Regions from separate parts of the Mus musculus genome. Here region 2 is linked to region 1. A link is a contact called in public Hi-C data. All regions are on one chromosome and are shown on one strand. The core of a region is the stretch at or near the end of the contact, and the rest is flanking DNA. Distances in the headings are between cores, read along the strand shown. Region 1 overlaps Cracdl (capping protein inhibiting regulator of actin like). Region 2 holds the start of Cracdl (capping protein inhibiting regulator of actin like).

Region 1 (2,692 bases), core at 101-2,600:
TCACCCAGGTGGGGAGGAAGCTCAGAAACAGACAAGATCCTAAGGCACTGAAGATAAGAGCTCCGGACACCTCCTGTGCCCGGTGTCCCCCTCCTCTTGAGGCTCACAAGCCAGACGCACATGAGAGCAACTTACTCCAGCTCATCTTCAGAGTCATACACGGGCCCCGACTCCTCAACGGCAATGACCTCGCTCTTGGCCGGATTTTGCTTCCAGGCGCTGTTTCCTGTGGGTGAGGGGGATTCCTTTCTCTTCTTCTTCCCAAACAGCTTCTTAAAAGTTTTAAATTTCGACTTTTTCTTTCCTATTCAGATGACAAGAAGAAAGATTAGCGGTGCAGGTGTGCGAGGGACGCAGGTGAGCAGAAACCAGGGGCTCAGAATACTACAGACACGACATATAAGGTCTGCAGCCCTGAAACAAATATTGGTTTCTATCTTTAAAAAAATAATTAAAAAATGCATGTGTATAGATGTGTGTCTATTTGTGTACTTCATGCATGCACTCCCCAAAGAGATGCTGAGAGAGCACCAGATCCCAGGAACTGGAGCTACAAGGTGGGTGTAAGCTGCCACGTGAGTGCTGGGACTCGAATGTGGGTCCTTTGGAAGCGTGGCCGGGGCTCTTAGCCTCTGAACCATCTCTCCAACTAGAAAATGAACCAAGAACTCTGCTCACAAACAAGAATCCAAATCCAAGCAACCCTCCTCTCACCAGGTACCACGTTCTTTGAATCTCTGCAATATGCATCGTAAATACTTCATACACAACGTACACATAACGTCAGAGGAGGTGAAAGCTGTGTGATAATCCAAGTTGTTTTTCCTAATATGTTACTTTTTAAGGATTTATTTTATTTTTAAAATTGCGTGCTGGGGTGGGTATGTAAGAAGAATGAGCAAATAATTGTGGCTGTTGCTCCAGTGGTAAGGTCAGAGTGTGCTCCTCCGATGTCACCTTCATTCCTGCCCACAAGGCCTCTTAGGCCAGAAACCCATGACTGCCCCAGGACAGCTCTAGCCACGCTCTGTCCTTCTCAGAGTATCTGTAAGACCGGATGGTAAAAGGGAAGAGAACCCGAGCACACAGATCTGCCATGTGACACAGCCGACGTTTGCTAAAACTGTCTAAGGCGGCTTTATTAAGTAAGTTCCACATAGAACTGATTTAAGATATAAGAGAGGGTCCTTTTAATTGTCTTTGTGCTAAAGTCCCCTCGGGAACTTGAAATGACCTTGTCTTCACGTGGGGAATAACCTGAGATTCTGCCAGCAAGAGCCAGGCAAATGTCATTGCTCCAGAGGGGACAAGCCTGCTACGGCAGTTTTCTCAATGTCCGATGGAAACTTCCTTGTAAATCAAGGGATGTTTATCTTGCGTGCAGATGGTTCTCCACGCAGAGCTTGTGCTGAAAGTCTCTCGGGAAGTCTTTGCGTTTGACAGGGACACCACCTGGCCTTCAAGTAGTCAACATATTATTAGGTGTCCCTGGAGACCTTCACAAGTAAACAGGCCTCCTGCCTTGACACCCGGGTGCTGCTCAGGGGGTGGGAGCGTGGCTAAGCAGAGCAGAGTGTGACAGCTGAGCGCTTCTATGCCAATGGAAAAACCCAGCTTCTCTCGACCTGGCACCCTCTTCTGGCCACTGCAGGCACTGCATGGATCTAGACACCTAAATCCATGCATGCACACGTACCTCAAGAGTTAATCTTCCCCTCCTAGACTTTGTGACCCAGCCTCTTAAACAGCTACAGGACCGACCCATGTTACTTCTTCAGTCTGTTCTGTTGTCTCACACACATAGGGATTTATCTGCATCTTAACACTTCAAATTTCCTGGCAAAAGTTACCACGGAAACGCACTGCTGTGTCGAGCATCCACAGCACCTGTGGTGGTATGTCCTTGTGCATGCCCCGTGTTAATTATTTGTGCCTCCTTTTTCCTTGGTCAGCTACACCGATGGCTTGTGAAGAGTTAGCTCTTCTAGGGCTCCGGAAGCCAGGTGAGAGCTCTACCCTTAAGCCACACCCCGAGGCCCAGAGTTACGATTTTGTTTTTAAAAAAGGTTCTTTTTTTTTAAAACCTTCTCTTTCTTTGCTAATACATACATTTCAGGAAATACAGTTCCCTCTAGATCTGTTAAGTTCTACACATCATAAAAGTTTGTGTTGTCATTATTCTTTGGTTTGAAGTATTGTCTGATGTCCACAATCATACATTTTTAGATCTATGTGACCTACGGAAAGGCATGTCTTCGCTTCCAAACACTTGGCAAACTTCTACCTCTCCGTCATTAATTTAATTGGAGTGCGATAAGGCACTCTGAAGTTTGTTCTATTCAAATCCGTTGAGACTTACTTTATGGTTTCACGTATTGACTGATTCCATAAACTTCCTATAATGCTCAGGAAACAGGGTATTTTCTTCTCTGTTTTAGAGCTGGCAATTTGGGCTCTGCCATTTTCATTTTGAGTTTATATTTTATATCTGTACTAATTTTTAAAATAAATAAATTTGTCCTAATAATTTGAGAGAGAGACAGAGACAGACGAAGGTCTTATTGACCTTTCTTTAGTTGTCAATTTCTACTTCACAATTTTTTTTTTTTTTTTTTTTTTTGGTTTTTTCGAGGCAGGGTTTCTCTGTATGGCCCTTGACTGTTCTGGAACTCACTTTGTAGACCAGGCTGGC
Region 2 (2,692 bases), core at 80-2,579, 81 kb after region 1:
GTCTCCATCATTTTATAATCTCAAAGAGCTAGCTCTCAGGTGATCCCTGATCCTCATTCATCTCAGGTGCACGTCTGGCATGACCCAGCTCCCAATGAGTATCAGGGCTGAGATTCTATTTCGTGGTTGCTATGTATTTAGGTAAATGGAAGGAAGTCCCAGCCTCCACCAAAGGAGGGGCTTACTTTAAAATAGTTCTGGAAGGTGCGAGGGCTCCCAAGAGAGCGACAAACAACACAGGTGCCTGTCTTCCCACTTGGATTTTCTGGTTCATTTCTGACACAATGCCAACTGGCCACCTGCAGGCCACAAGTCCAGTCACACCTCGGCCTTCCTTTCCCCTTGCATTTCAAAAACAAAAACAAACAAACAAAACAAACAAAAACAAAACAAAACAAACGCTTGCTCATTTGAGTAACTACCCCGCCTCTCAGCAGTTGTACACCTACCTACCTCATACTGAAAACGAAGTCCTGCCGGTTAGTAAATGACTGCTCAGCAAATATTTGTTGATTCAAATTCTGATTATGTCTAAGATTAAACTCAGACTCCCCTCTGGTGGCTTGTAACCTAAGCCCCAAGCCTGTTAAATAAACCATGACCCGAAGCATAAGGAAGACAGCCTGTGTGTCCACCGTCTCCCTCTCCGTGGCCCTGGGAGACAGACGCGATTATGCTCTGGTACTAAGAACTGAAACGCGGGCAGCAAGCCCTGTCCCCCCCCCCCCCCCCCCCGTTTTCTTAGTGTTAAAACTGGTTAAACTGCTCAGCTCTGCCTCACATTTCAAAGTTAAGTCCAGCAAAGCGCTCAGAGGAAAACTTTGGGCACTTGCGCGTCTGGCTTCTCTCGGCCCCACCGACCATAGTGTCGTGGACGTGGCCCCCACAGGGGTGGCGTGGGTACCCTTCACGTCCAAAGGGCCCTGGGCTACCTGAGCTCTTCTCGCCACTACCTCCCCAGCTCCACGACAGGACGCGACTTCGGGAACGCGTCAGACTCTCACCCCCAACCCAGCTCCCTCCAACCTCCCTGGGTCTGCGCCCCACGCATGCTGCGTGGCCACGCCATTTCAGACTGTCCCAGGTACCTGGCACTGGAGCGTGGCCGTGTTTGGCGAGCGTGCCGGGAAGGGCTCAGTCCGCGGGGACAAGCGGGGGCTGCTCTGCCGGGGTGCACCCTGACCCCCGGCCGCAGCGTCGAGGGCCGGCGGCGCCGCGCAGCAGGTGGCGGTAGGGCGCGGGTAGCGCGGGGTCTGCGGCCGGGGGATGGACGCGGACGCGGGCGCGACCCTCGGGCGGCCGCGCTGGCCCTGCGCTGGGCGCGCGCTCCCGGCTCCCGACTCGGCTGCGCGCGGCCCGGCGGGGGCGGACGCGGCTGTTCCGCTCTGCTCAGCTCTGCTCCGCGCCGCCCAGGCCCGCGCGCCTCCCCCGCGCCGCTCCCGCCGGGCACGCGGGACCCTGGCCACCCCACGTGGCGGCGCTGCAGAGCTGGGAGCTTGGCTGGCTCCTGCCTGCGCGAGGTCCGAGGGCTGGGGGACCACCGCCAGGACGAGGACGCTCACGATCGCGGCTCCTGCGCGCCACCTCCCTGTCACCCGAGCCTCGGAGAGTGGGCGCCCGGGTGGCAGGGAGGAACGTGCGCATACGGATAAAAAGTAAAAGTTGTTTCATAACCTTGTGGGTCCGAGCGTCTGAGGGCTAATGAGGGAAGCTGCCGCCCCGTCTCTAGGTGAATCATTGCTGTGGCACTGGCAAGTGTGGGATAAAAAGCTGAAGGAGACGTCTCAGCTTCGGTCCCCACCCCTACATCTAACAGAGGAGCTGGCCCATTTGGGGAAGGAGCGGGCTGCCCCCCCCCCCCCCCCCCCCCCCCCGGCTCCTCAGCTAAGCTACCTACAGAGAGAGCCCTCTTTTGGCCTGCTGACACTGCCATGGTCAAGGGGTGAAGTACAAGGAATGTCAGCTGAGCCCCAGCAGGACGCCCAGGCTGCAGTAGCAGGAGCCCCAGGTAGAAAAGAGAATTCTCCCATCAGACAGTGGCACTGGGGTGGAGTGGTTCCTGAGTTCTGACTTCCGCAGCGATGTTAAGAGTGCCACTGTCAGATCTAGAGGAATCCATACTCCACCGTTGAGCCTTGGGGCTGATATCTTGGGACCAGGGACGCAGAGAAACCCAAGAAGCACACACTTGCACCTCTATCTTGAAAAGCGGACTTTAAAATTAGACCAAAATCCCAAACAAAATAGGAAAGAACCTGGCGAGAGATCTCATTTGGTTGGGTACATGAAAGGAAGTTAGTTGCCTTTTTAACTTTTGGGTGTAATCGATCCCTTTGGTTCAAGCTAGTCACTTAAAAGTCTCCTTTGATGGTTAAATGAAATTAATTCCCTCAAAGAACATAAACAAATCATGAATCAGTCTCCTAATTGACAACCACTCACAGTGAGCAGGTGACTCACAGAGGAGCAAATGAATTGCTTAGGTGTGTGTTTGCCTTGTTTGAAATCCTCAAACTAAACTGAACAACTACAAGCAAGCCTGTGCCTTCACCCACCCACCCTAAGCCTGCTGTTGCTTGCTGTTCAGATCAACACGTATTCTGCACGGCTGTAACCGCTAAATATTTATTGACTCCGTAAATTGCCTTTCTAACCTAAGAATTTTTGTTTCCAGAGTATCAGAAGCCTCTGG

The links. Hi-C and Micro-C count contacts between places; a contact is called where the count stands out from the background.
Region 2: a contact with region 1 is called in a Hi-C map of cerebral cortex, with 3 times the contacts expected there. The contact joins the promoter of Cracdl here to the enhancer-like site in region 1. A contact is called at or near these places in 1 of 39 promoter capture datasets (hippocampal neurons), 3 of 484 Hi-C or Micro-C datasets (cerebral cortex and embryonic stem cells), 1 of 115 datasets of contacts at active chromatin or transcription factors (embryonic stem cells) and 1 of 9 other capture datasets (adipose tissue).

What each region holds. Positions count from the first base shown.
Region 1 is chr1:37,637,726-37,640,417 of GRCm38.p6, forward strand. Cracdl (capping protein inhibiting regulator of actin like) reads right to left here. Exons shown (of 10, transcript NM_028096.1): 3 at 136-304. Among named protein-coding and RNA genes, the nearest start is that of 4930470B04Rik, 14 kb to the right of the region's middle. Within about 2 kb of position 1,351, at least 34 of the 459 cell types and tissues checked have an H3K27ac peak or open chromatin away from gene starts, as enhancers often do. A contact at or near this core is called in cerebral cortex, where this site is marked.
Region 2 is chr1:37,718,482-37,721,173 of GRCm38.p6, forward strand. Cracdl (capping protein inhibiting regulator of actin like) reads right to left here and starts at 1,330. Exons shown (of 10, transcript NM_028096.1): 1 at 1,089-1,330.